Linked DNA regions of Rattus norvegicus: region 1 is linked to region 2. Evidence: chromatin contacts called from public Hi-C data. All regions are on one chromosome and are shown on one strand. The core of a region is the stretch at or near the end of the contact, and the rest is flanking DNA. Distances in the headings are between cores, read along the strand shown.

Region 1 (6,204 bases), core at 2,189-4,688, 280 kb after region 2:
ATAATCAAAATAGCCAATTAAAACAAGACTTGCAAATGTGCATAGAAGCACAAGAGACATACCAGATATGAAGTTTGAAGAAGGGTCAGAAAGTTGAATTTTAAACACTCTCTCAGAATAGTGTGTTAAACAGCTATCTCCTCTAAACTAAAATATCCCAACAGTCCCTCCAAACTCAGAAAGTAAACAAAACAAAACTTACAAGTCTCAGGAAGGTCCTGAAACTGAGGAAATTCCCAATGTTCCTCCCCTGAGGTTATGCAAGCAGTAACAATTGCTGGGGAGAGGTGACTCTCAAATGCACCTAGCTTTCTTCAAACCAAGAAATGAGTCCAGGAATCAGAATTTTCACAGTTGTCCATGGTGAGATAGTCTTTTACTGCTTCTCTCAGTGACCCTAACCCAATAAACTCCTGCTTCAGTAAGCTGAATTTGGGTCAAGCTGCTTTTTGGTCTGTTACCAGTGTGCTTTAGGGAGATACTTGTTTGTTTATGTCCAACAAATGTCACACAACATAGAGAACGATGAGGGGAGCTATAGGCAAATTTAGAGGTCAAATTAATTTAGGTAAATTAAAGAGCTGAGAAACTAAAAATAACCTGAGACCTTGAGTTGAAGTGTGATGTTTGATCTTCGGTATCTTCTCTAACAATTACTCCTTCCTGACTAATGAAATTTCAGTAGGAGAATTGTGGGTAGTTATAGAGTGCCTGTTTGGTGTGTCTGAAGAGCAGAGAAAAGAGAACTTTGGAGATAGCCTTTCCCTGTGTTTCAGAAGAAAGGGGGACCAAGAAAGATTGCGGTTTGAGGGAAAGCCAGAAAGACTGATTCTGTGACTGTTTCTCCAACTTGGTTTGTCAAATACCATACTTTGAGGACAAATACAAACTATTTTACATATATTTTTACATACACACATATTCACACACATATGCATACATGTATTATGTATGTATGTATTTCTAACTTTCAACATATAACACGTATAGCCATCAAAATGTATGGACATTGCTAAACCCACACAATTGTCAGTGTCTGCCTAACATTCCCCAATTCAAGTCTGACACTAACCAGAACTTGTGGCCTAGGAATTGAGTTCCATATACTTTCCCTAAACACTTAGCCACAAGTCAAAATAATGGTTCTTGGGTTATCCACAACATTTGTCTGTTTTCCATAACCCACTTCTAAGGATCTAGTCATTTTCCAGACTAGTTCACAGAACTCAGGAAAGCACTTCAATGATGTTACCCATTTATTATAAAATGATACAACTGAGGAATAGCCAGATGTGTATTAGGCAAAACTTCATAGTGTAGGGTTAATACATGTGACTAAACATAATAGAAAGTGTCTTCTTTAAAAAAAATATTCTGCAATGAAGTCTGCTTAGTCAGGTATCCAAATTTGTCTTAGTGACTAAAATCTAGAAGAATCAGTCTAAGCCATTATTATTGTATTGACTGTATTCAGCTTTTTCTATCTTGGACATGTTAAGAGGAAGCCATGTTGAAATAAGGTGGGCCTTGAATCCAACATGACTGTCTCTCTAAGAAGTCTGGACAGAAACACAAAAAAAGTGCCATGTGGGGACAAAGCATAGAGGAGGGCAGCTGCAACCCCTACAATTCCAAGGGTCAAAAGCCAGGACCAGAAGCTGAGAAGTAGCAATAAAAACGTAGCAAAGGAAGGATGAACCGTGTCTTCTAGGCTATGGGAGGATACATTCCTAATGCTTTAATACACGTACTTTGTGGTAGATTACAATGTCTTCGGGAAGAGACTGTAGTCATTTGGATGAGATGTTGAACAATGTGGATTTTATACTTGTATGTGGTGGGTTTCATAGGAATGCTGAAGTTTGTTCTAGGGTATAGCTACTTAGACATTCTCTTCTTAAAACTTTTCTTCTGTTTACATCAGGATGGATCAAAAGAAACTAGACTCAGACTAGCGAGGTGGCTTGCCAGGCAAAGACATCCGTATGCACTCTGATCGCCTGAGTTTGATCACTGGAACCAACATGATGGAATAAAGGAACTAGCTCCCACAAATTGAATTCAGGAAACATACTGTAATACACTTTCTCTGTCTTTGTTCCCCACACACACACTTTTAAAAAAATAATTTATATGTTTAGAAAAAAAGAGAAGCTGTCACTCCAAAGATGATTAGGTCTTATGGAAGTGACATACTTCTTGGACTGTATTCAGTGTTCAGATGTTACAAGTTTCCCCTTCTCTTATAGGACTAGAGACAGGTAAAGGTGAGCTCCAGAAACAATATGGATGGATCTAGCCTTCTGAAGGTCCTTCCCTGGACTCCAGTACCTTCTTCTGGCTGTGGAGAAGTCCTTAGTGACAACTAGAAAGAGCGTGAACATCTGTGAAATCATTCGGTCCCTACTTCTCCTCTTGTGCTCTGTGTTAAGATTTCTGGGCTTTTCCCACATCTCTGTGACTCAGGAACACATCTAGCCTCAGCCCCGGAAGCTGCCTCTAGACAATAAGCTAGACCAGCTGTAGGACTTGTTTTATTGCTTGTCCCTTCCTAGATCACACCCATCTGCTTCCTCCTATCCAAAGTCTAGAAACCTCTATCACATAGATTTCATACATTCTCTTTGGTACCAATTGGTTTTTCTGTAATATCTCCTCCAAGAAAACAAAATATAAAGTTAAAACAGGGGACTTGGCATATCAGACCCAAGGAACCCAACCTAAATAACATCTTGTGTTACTAATGACTGTGTTAGATGCATGCTCGTAACAGAAACCACATTCTGCTTTTTAAGTGATTTCATCAGCTAAGCAGAATGACAGGCGCCCAAAAGAGTCAACAAGTTCAAGTTTTCTATTTCTGTCTTTACACAGTCTCCATATTCTCAGCACTGTAGTGGATTAGAGCTGAGCAAGGGAGACAGGAAGCCCTCAGCCGACAATTGAAAGCAGATTTCTTCTGTGGTGTGGTCTGTGGTAAGGTAATTAGAAACCAGGAAAGCCATATACAATTGGGCAAAGGGAGACCTTTGTACTAAACATATGCTGAGTTACATACACTAAATAAGATGTCAATGTCTAACAGTTAACATTGTTTTTAGCCATCTGTAAATTATAAACCATTGCCACATTTGTTTATTTCCTCCAAACTTGCTATAGCCCGGCATGCACCTTTCTCTCTGTGTCTCTTTGTGTTTCTGTCTCTGTCTCTCTGTCTCTCTCGCTCTGTATCTCTGTCTCTCTCTCTCTCTCATGCACACGCACATGCACACACACACATGTGCACATTCAGTATCTTTCTTGCATGCACCCTAAGTCATCAATCATATAGTGTCTAAGTATAAAACTAAAGTGGATTCCATTCTTTCCCAACCCTACTCACATGTCTACCATACTTTGGATTCCTACTATAGCCTCCTCTGAACCTGCTTCTAAACTCGGTATCACCAGAGGCTGTGGATCTCTTCAGGGACCTCTGACTCACAATCACTCAGACACATCAAGACAGACTCGGGCAAATGGTACCACACATTCAGTAACAGATATTTTGAAGAGCAGACACAAAGAAAAAAATCCTGGCAGGGGCAGATGGAGGTTTCCAGAAGCAGATGCTGAATTTGCCTCTCAAGCCTTCACTCTATCCAAACTGTTCCAATGAAGAAGGGATGTGCTATGTAACAGCTCACATGACAAGCACCTCTCCCTAGTGTCTCCCTAGTGTCTCCCTAGTGTCTGTCTCCCTAGTGTCTATAAACTCAGAGAAGTTCCAGCACCTTGGACCTTTTATATTTCCTCAAAGTTCTCTTCAGGAAGACACAAGGACATTCCTGAAACAAGATATGTCAGCCTCAGTAGCAAAAGTACAAAACATTAAATAAATGGGATTTGAGACCATTTAGGTACTGAGTTTAGGGATTGGAACTTTCCTAAGGAAATGAACTCAGGCTTTGCAAGGTGTCTTACCTTGTTCACTAAAGGGGTGTGGCTGGTGCTCATATCAATACTACATCAAGTTTCATCAGGGGAGAGCATCTAACATTCGTTATGCGTCAATATAATCCTACTCTTTTCACTAATAGCACAGCCCTGACATTGAGTCCTCTGTTTGTGACAGCATTGGTGTGATCAGCTTTAATAACAAGCCTTCAGTAACCCAATCTAGCATGGGGCTGCAGCATTCCACTGGCTCATTGCCTGTGTGCGGCTCAATCTCCACTAGAACAGACCTCTGCCCCTAGATTTTAAATGTGAAGCAGTGCTCAACAATTTCTGCATCAATGGCAACCAGAACTCGTGGAGCAGATAACAACCAGTTAACAGACACCTCCATTGAGAAAAAAGTTGCGCCTCTTATTTCTATTATTTCCTATTCCAAAAGCATCAGGACAGAGACACTTTTGGCAGAGTTTTCGTTCCCTTTTTGTGTCCTTTCCACAGTCATATTGGTGATCAGTTCTTGGCATCATACAACAACAACAACAAAAAAAATGTGGCAGACACTGAAAATGATGAGAGAGAACTGGAAATCATGGTTTTTGACAGGAATGTGTCCCCAAAACCTCTGTTTGCTCTGAAATTATGGAAAAGTGGTTGGACTCCTAAGTGGGGCTTACCAAGAGAAAGTGAAGCTGTTTCCTTAAAGGGAACACTGTGACCTGAGCCTCTTTCCTCCGAGCACTCAGCATGATTAGCTGCCTCCCACAGGACCCCTAAAATAGGCCAGACAACTATGCTCAGAAACCTTCCCAAGTGTGAACTGAAATAAACCTTTCCTCCTCAGAAGATGATGTGTCCTGTGTATTTGTAGCTGACCAACACAAAGGGACTAGCACACCAGACCTTCGTGAACAAGAATAACTGCGTCTTGCCACTAAAACTGCGCATGCTGTTTGCTGTTTTAGAGTCAGCTTTCAGCAAATTGCTATGCTTCTGCCCTCTGAGTAAGGAGGGGTATCTCTGTTCCCCTGGGGTATAGATTACAGTTGACTAAACCATCAACTCGATGACTTGAATGGCAGAGCTGGAACACTGAGGTGTCTCCAAATCATACCTCACAGAAATACTAAAGGAAGGTTCATTTTGTTTTACAGTCTCATCCACAGTCCTCAACTTCACTGACTGACCATACAATCTGCAGAAGCCACTCACTGCACCTCAGGTACACAGAGAGGACGAGACACGGATCCTCTAGGTGTATCTGCCTCCTTCCTCCAAAACTCTCACCACCAGCAATTCATTTCACTTAAAATCTTCTAGAATTATTCTCAAGCACCTCGGTGGTATTCTTTATGTCTTAAATTAAGGAAATCCTACTCCACCCCACAATGGTTGCTCGGTGATTTCTTGCAGGAGGAGACTTATCTGTGCACATATTAACTAGTGAGAGTTGAAGAGGCTTATATTCAAAATCACAAGCACGAATGCTTCTTCTCACTTCTCTGCTCTTGTCTTGTGATTATTCCAAAATTTTATTGTAGTGTGAGAAACAAGGATGGCAGCTTTATTGGGACCTTAAAATAATTTCATTGTTTTCCAGGAAAATGTATCATCAATTGATCATTATTTGTCCCTTTTGATGACAATAAGTGTAAAACACATTTGACTTTCCCTGCAATGACACATGTTTTAGGAAAAGTTTTCTGCTCACCAGGGTCATTCAGCACCAACCATTCTAATGATAATATCAAAGTTACAATGATAACTTACTCCACAGCCATTTAAGTTAACATTATCTAAAACCAAGATCAATGACTGACAGCTTAATGGACAGTACATAGGTACACAGGGTTGGCCTAGCTGTGCAAATGCGATTCTTTGGCTGTGTAATTTGAACCTGGTTGCTCTAATTTAGTTTCTCTATGTCTGCCAGTTGAACAAAAACTTCTGGCATCGCCCTGGAGAGAGAACAAAAAGGAGGAAGTGAGGGAGGAAAAGAAATAGACTGCATACTCTGAAGCCACAAAACAGCTGTAAGATATTCGCACTAGGGTAAGTATTTTGAATGCAAGCCACTGTTCATTCATAAATGTTCATGCGGTACAAGAAACTCACAAAACCAGATCAGCCGAGGCACTTACTTGCTCAACAAACCTGAGTTTGACCACCAGAACCACATACAGGCAAGAAGAAAGAGGGAAGGAAACACACACACACACACACACACACACACACACACACACACACACACACAAAAAGAGAGAGAGA
Region 2 (6,379 bases), core at 970-3,469:
TGAAAAAACAAAAACAAAATCAAATGAGAAACATTCAACTAGGTTATGACCAAGCATATAAGCTTAATTTCTATTTCTAGTTGAAACATGGTTTTTTGTAATATTCTGACCAAACTTCCTTCTCTACCAAAACTTATTACTATACTAATCAGACATACATTAAAATTTTAAAGCTCCTTGTTCCATATGAGAAATTTGAGAACTAGTGCTTTCTTTCTCCCTTCCTCTCTCTCCCTATCTCTGTCTGTCTGTCTACACATACATATACACATATATTCTCAATTTGTTTTACTGTAAAATTTAGATGCTTTGATAATTTAACTAAAATATAATAAAAACACGTGTGTTGGTGAAAAACATCTAGATTTCTTCCCAAGAGAATTTGAGTAAATCTCTCTTCTGAGCATCGATCTCTGCAAAAACAATCTGAGTCAAGATGACCTGGGTTCAAATTCCATTTGAAATACTGCCCAGAGTGTTTGCCAAGTCGCCTCTGCTTATCTGTGAGAAGTCACACATCTCTGTTAGCCTAGCCAGGAGGACAAAGATGTGTTTGTAATGCCCACAGAGAAGGAACAAAGCATGGGCACTTCCGTTTGAAGGTGTCGAACTGAACTTACCCACATCAATTGAATTATTTTTTCTGGAAATGTCTTTCCATGATACTCATTATTTCTTTAATATACATTGCTTGTCTTTGTCTTTAGCTTTTTTTCTAAAAAATAAAAAAAATTAAAACAAAACACAAAGTTGGTTAGGGCAAAAGGAGTAAAACATTTTAACATTCAAAGATAGATTCAAGTTCCCGAAAGTCCATTTCTGTTTGGGTATGATCGCACCTATGGACCAAGTGTGATGTTTAAAACTTGTGATTCCAAAAAGGAGAAGGATCAGAAGGATACTCTATATGTACAACTCTGTATGTACTTGACATTGAATAACTTCACTGAAATCCTCAGGCGGGGTGGGGCAGAAAAGTTTAGCCTTTCTGAGTTTTTTTGGTTATAATAGCTGCTAAAGGCAGTTTCCGTAAAATATTTGTCTCTGCACAAAGTCAATCTTTCTTTCTTTGACAAATTCATTGCCTTGGGTTTAAGAGAAACCCAGAAACACAAATAGACAGGGGGTGGAGTGGTGGGGGGTGGGGTGGGGGAAGAGGAGAAGAGAGAAAGGAAGGAGGAAGAAAAGAAGACTTTGAAAAGATAGGAAGGAGAGTGAAGGACAAGGGAAAACAGAAAGAGCAAGAGTGAAGAGTGAGAGAGAAGCATCATGGTCTTGGTCTGTTAGAGAATGAGAGCTTGCAATCAGCACTACAGAATCCCAGAGAGACAGTGTATTATTGTCTTGAAAGCCACAAAGCTAAACAATTCCAAGAATGTCTGGCAAAGCCCTTTTGGGAAGGGCAAGGTGGGGGACTAACTGGGAGAGGGAGCCCCCTCCGCCCCTTTACTCGGTGTGACAGGATTTGGGAGACCTGGCGGAAACCTTCAGGTCACCCGGGGAACTGCTCTCGCGGCTGGTCCTGTGCGGCGAGGCGGGGGGTGAGCGCGAGGCGCGCGGGGCGCGGAGATGTGCAAGTGGCGAAGCTGGACCGAGTGCAGGCGCAAGCTGCTGAGCGGCTGAGGCGAGGGGTGAGTCTGGGGTGAGGGTCCAAGGGATGCGGGCTTCCCGGTTGCCCTCCCGCCCGGAGCCGGAGTGGGGCCTGGAACCTCCCGGGACTCTGGCCTCGTCCCACTCTGCGCGTTCGGCGCTCGGGCGCACCCTGGGGACCGCACCGAGGGGTGGGCGCTCGCCTGGGCTGGGGGCTACTCTGCCTGCGGCCATCCTGGTCGATGCGCTTATTGGTCGGGATGTGTCTGCTCAGTCGCCTCCAACTTCTCCCCAATCACACTGGTGAGTCACCGGAGAGCGAGCGACCGGGCACGGGGAGCGGGGCACCAGTGTCCCTGGGGCGCCGGGAGTCGGTGGGACGGGCAACAGGAGGACGAAGCGGGCGGGGGCCGGGACGCACGGAGCAAGGACAGAGGCCGTGGTCCCGCGCGCCGCGGGCGCCGGGTGCCTGGTCGCCGTGGGCGGAGGAGGCGTGTCCTGCGCGGGAGCCGCCACTGGGACCTGAGAATGTGGGGAGGGGAAGGGACCGAGAGGGCGACCTGGAGGAGGACCCTGCGAGTGATGTCAGGTCACCTCCAGGTTCATTTTCATAGCTTCCTGCAGCCTCCGCCCAGGAGTTCTGTTTGGTGACCGAGAGCAGCGCTGCCAAATTGCACCGGGGTTCATTTGGGGGCTGGGAATTGGCCATTCCGCTGTACAGACACTGTTTTTATTTTAAAAAGCAAGGTTTGTTTTCATTTTAGTTTCTGTCGGATTCTCTCCTCAATTAACTCACTTTTCTAGTTTTCAATTTTCTTAACCTAAATCTCTTTTCACAATCCCACCTCTTCATCGTGCTTCGAACCTTGGCTTCCTATTATATAATTCATGCTTAAATCTGCCAAAGGGTTGGCTGGCGCGGGGTGGGGGTGTTCTTTAGTAGATGGAAGTTTTTAAAGACCCTTTCTTACTTAACCTATCCCGATCTATTTATACTCTTTAAAAATGAGAGTAACTATAAACGGGTATTCCTCTGAGCCTCTCGGTCAAGTCTATTCCTTGTCCATAAGCGGCTCACATGGATTTTATTAAACTGAAAACTAGTAACTGACTTGCAGCGCCAGCGTTTGGAAGCTGCTATCGGCAGATTGGCCCTGAGGGAGTGGAGCTGCACGCCCTTGGATTTTTTTTTTCTTTTCCCTCCTTCTTTCGTTCAAGTTCTCAAAAATGTTTGTTGTGTTTTGGACTTGATGTTGTTTGTCTTGGGTTGTATAGCTACACTGAACACGAGAGCAACGTGGATGGGACTTTTCATGTCAGAACTCACTTCAGGCGAAGGAAACACCTACTAGTTAATGTGGGGGGGGGGGGCTGTCTTCTGAATTCCTTCTTCAACTTCCGTGGACACAATCTAAATATGAAACTCTGCCTCAGTTTCCATTAATGCAAACTAACTCCGAAGCACCGCCACAGGGACTTACAGACATGTATTGTCGCAGTATCACAGTGTGCTCTGACGGAAAATTGCTTTGCTCCACCTTTCTCTTTAACCGATCAGTTATCTTCCAGGTTTCATAATTTGACGTTTGCTGATGCTGATGCTTTGAAGGAAATACATCTTATACCCAAGCAAAAATAACATTGTGTTCTTTTGCTGATGTTGCCAAGTTGAAGTTTGTGGAGTTTCTTTTGAGTCTGAACTCCAGATTCTCTGTTCTCTTATTGTCTGTTTTGGCATTTGCTTTTTAGTTTAAGAGTCCCCCCCCCCCGCCCCCATGTGAAATGTTTTAAGAACCTAGGTGTGCGTTTGCTTCTCCTACTACAAGCATTGACTTTGCACTGCGTTTTGTATTCTGATCTGTCTGTCTTCACATCACCGATCTTTTAAACGTGTTTGGATGTGGTTAGATTGGATCTTAAGGTAACTGAAGATTTCTGATGTGCTCCATCTTGAGGTATTCTGGCTTACATTTTCTTATTACAAGATAATGAATTATCTTGAACTAAGTGGAAATGAAGGGCAAAGTTAATAGGAGGTTAATATTGCAGCATTTCTGCTTTTTACCAGTGCCTAAAAGTAGTACACTAAGAAAAAAAGAACTTCTGAAGAATTGCAAAATCTTTAGAAGAAAGGTTGAAGTATGAAATTTTGATTCAAAGATGATTTCCTTTGATGCAGGTAAAAAAGACTAAATATCTTGTTTACTTTACACTCTTTGTTTCCCTACAGCTACTCCTACAGCCTTAGGTACCTAACTGTCACCCTTGTCACCCTGTTCAAGGGTAAGGAGGGAGTAAGCAATAACCCAGAACTGAGAAATGCCCGCCTACTAGATTTCCCTCACCAAGAAGCTTGGTGGCGCCAAAGAGCACTTTGACTTAAACTGATCCGCGGCCACTGCTCCAAGCTTTACTTTCCAGACTAACTAGCTCTGATTGAGGCTTCTAGAAAGGACAAAAACAAAAATAAACGACGGCGACAACAAAAAGACAAAACACACAGATAAAAAAGCAGCTCTTTATTTAAACATTTAAGGGCAGTAGGGAAATCCTCAAGCAGATGTGCTAATACTCAAATTCTGGGGGTCCAGGGAACCTGTTCTTTGTGCTTACTTCTCTGTTAAGGGAGAAAGTATTAAATTTGTCCCTGTCTTCTCCTTGCCCAGCCACCACTACTATTAAAATAGCGGTACGATCAATGCAATTCTGTATCACCGCCCCGGGAGCCGCGAGGCTAAGCTAACATGAGTTACATAACCATTAAATAAGGCATTTCAACAGTCAGGTACATTACATTCCACTTTTATTGTACAGACACGGTTTTCATTGTCCAGTAAAGTATTTTTATTTGATAGTCCTTGCTTAGAATGTCATGTAATCAGGAGGACAAACGGCTTAAGACTTTGAATCCAGTTTTTTAATGACTATGTGTGTTTTATTATTGATAAGTCACTAGAGAAAACAAATCTCTACCTGCCTGCTGAGTCTCAACAATACTTCAAATTTATAGTCATGTTCTACTTTGCGTAGCGCCTCAGTTTCCATCAAAGGACTTGTAACTGTTCAAGGAAAGTCTTTACTGATGAGAACATTTCTCAGCAATTGCTTCATCTAACAGCCAAATTCTATGGTTAATTTGTATCGAGTCAAAAAAAAAAAAAAAAAAGCTAACTTGTTGTTTAAGGTGTCCTTTCCCGAAGTCATGCAGAAAGGTTGAAGTTTCTGTAAGCTTTGCTCAGCAATTTTTAAAGAACATCTGGCCTCTAAAGAAACCATGGAATCTAACCATGGCCTTATATACCCTGAGTTTTTCACCATAAATTTCTGTATGGATGTCTAAAGTACCTTTTACTTTACATGGCACTGTTGCATGCAAAATTGTGGCCAAGTGTTCTTTAGGTATTGCTTAGCTGTGTCATCTTGAGCAAGCTGATTGGTTTCGCTGTTTTCCAACTTTGGAAATTGGGTTATTAACATCCACTCCACAGAGATTAGGAGAGTGAATGTATAAAACATTAAAAATCGTACTTAACATCTAGCTAGAACTCCAGAAGTCCCACCTATGGTTAGAAGTATTAATATTTTTAATTAATTATAATTATATATTCTGCAACTGATATGCTGAAGGAGAGTTTACTTAATCATGTTTGGGTTTTTTTCCTCCTTCAATCACACAATAAACACTGATGTGGTTATTGTCTTTCCCCCTGAAATATAAGCACATTTTGTCCATTCAGTGCCCATCTTCAAGAATGCTGTCTAACCCATTCAGACATACCTTTATCTGCAGGGGAAGTAATTTTGAACTTTAAAAATACAAGTTGTTTTCAAGGTAAAATAAACTACTTTCAAGTGTTTATTCCTTTCGGTTTTTATCTGTATTTGCATTTTATATTTCTGCTTAGTCAATACTTTAAGATATTAGTCATTGATTTTCTTTTAACTTATAACAAACGTTGGAGCAAGATATGAAGTTAACCTTTAACAGTCCAAAGTTCACGTGAGTGAGCTTAAAACTTTCTTAATGATGGTTTAACAATTATTTGCTCATGACTATCAGAAGTAACGTGAGTATTTAAACAACCCTTTCTGGTAGCTTCAGTGATAGATACACATGTCTATTCTTTCTTAAGAACTCATACACCTGTGTGTGTGTCTCTGTGTGTGTCTGTTTAAGAAGAAAAAAATATAAGAAATTGGTTGGGCCTGGGACCAATCAGATTCAAATGTATGTATATTCTTTATACGTTTTGCTTCCAGCTTTAACATTTTGACTTTTAGCAAGCAGTTTCTGACATACAGGTATCCTTTCTCTGAAATGCATGCATGTGCTTTTTTAAAATCTACTTATGATGTTTTTGTATGTATATGAATAATTCACAGATTTTAGGTGATGGGAAGATCAGAAAGTCAGATGGATATTACTGATATCAATGCTCCAAAGCCGAAGAAGAAACAGCGATGGACTCCACTGGAGATCAGCCTTTCTGTGCTCGTCTTGCTCCTGACTATCATAGCTGTGACAATGATTGCTCTCTATGCAACCTATGATGGTGAGTGGCTCCCAGGCCCACCCAGAACCCAGTGCGAAAGGGGACCGACCCTGTGCGTGTCCTTTCAGCATTGACCTTGACACGCTTGGAGGATGCACAGGTTCACTTGGAGGTCAGCATCCGTATGTTAAAATGATAAACTTAGGATAAAATACACGATCCATACATTTGAGCTAAGTTATTAATTGCAAAACACATTCAGTATCTTCATGTTTGTGAGACCTGTGCAATTTTGT

Evidence for each region. A called contact is a pair of places that touch in the nucleus more often than the background predicts.
Region 1: a contact with region 2 is called in a Hi-C map of the Rat2 cell line, with 5 times the contacts expected there. The contact joins the enhancer-like site here to the promoter of Mme in region 2. A contact is called at or near these places in 4 of 12 Hi-C or Micro-C datasets (the Rat2 cell line, Schwann cells, kidney and 1 more).

What each region holds. Positions count from the first base shown.
Region 1 is chr2:150,152,458-150,158,661 of GRCr8, forward strand. No RefSeq gene overlaps it. Among named protein-coding and RNA genes, the nearest start is that of Strit1, 68 kb to the left of the region's middle. Within about 2 kb of position 3,439, at least 2 of the 93 cell types and tissues checked have an H3K27ac peak or open chromatin away from gene starts, as enhancers often do.
Region 2 is chr2:149,870,278-149,876,656 of GRCr8, forward strand. Mme (membrane metallo-endopeptidase) reads left to right here and starts at 2,220. Exons shown (of 23, transcript NM_012608.2): 1 at 2,220-2,337; 2 at 5,974-6,143. The coding sequence starts at 5,984.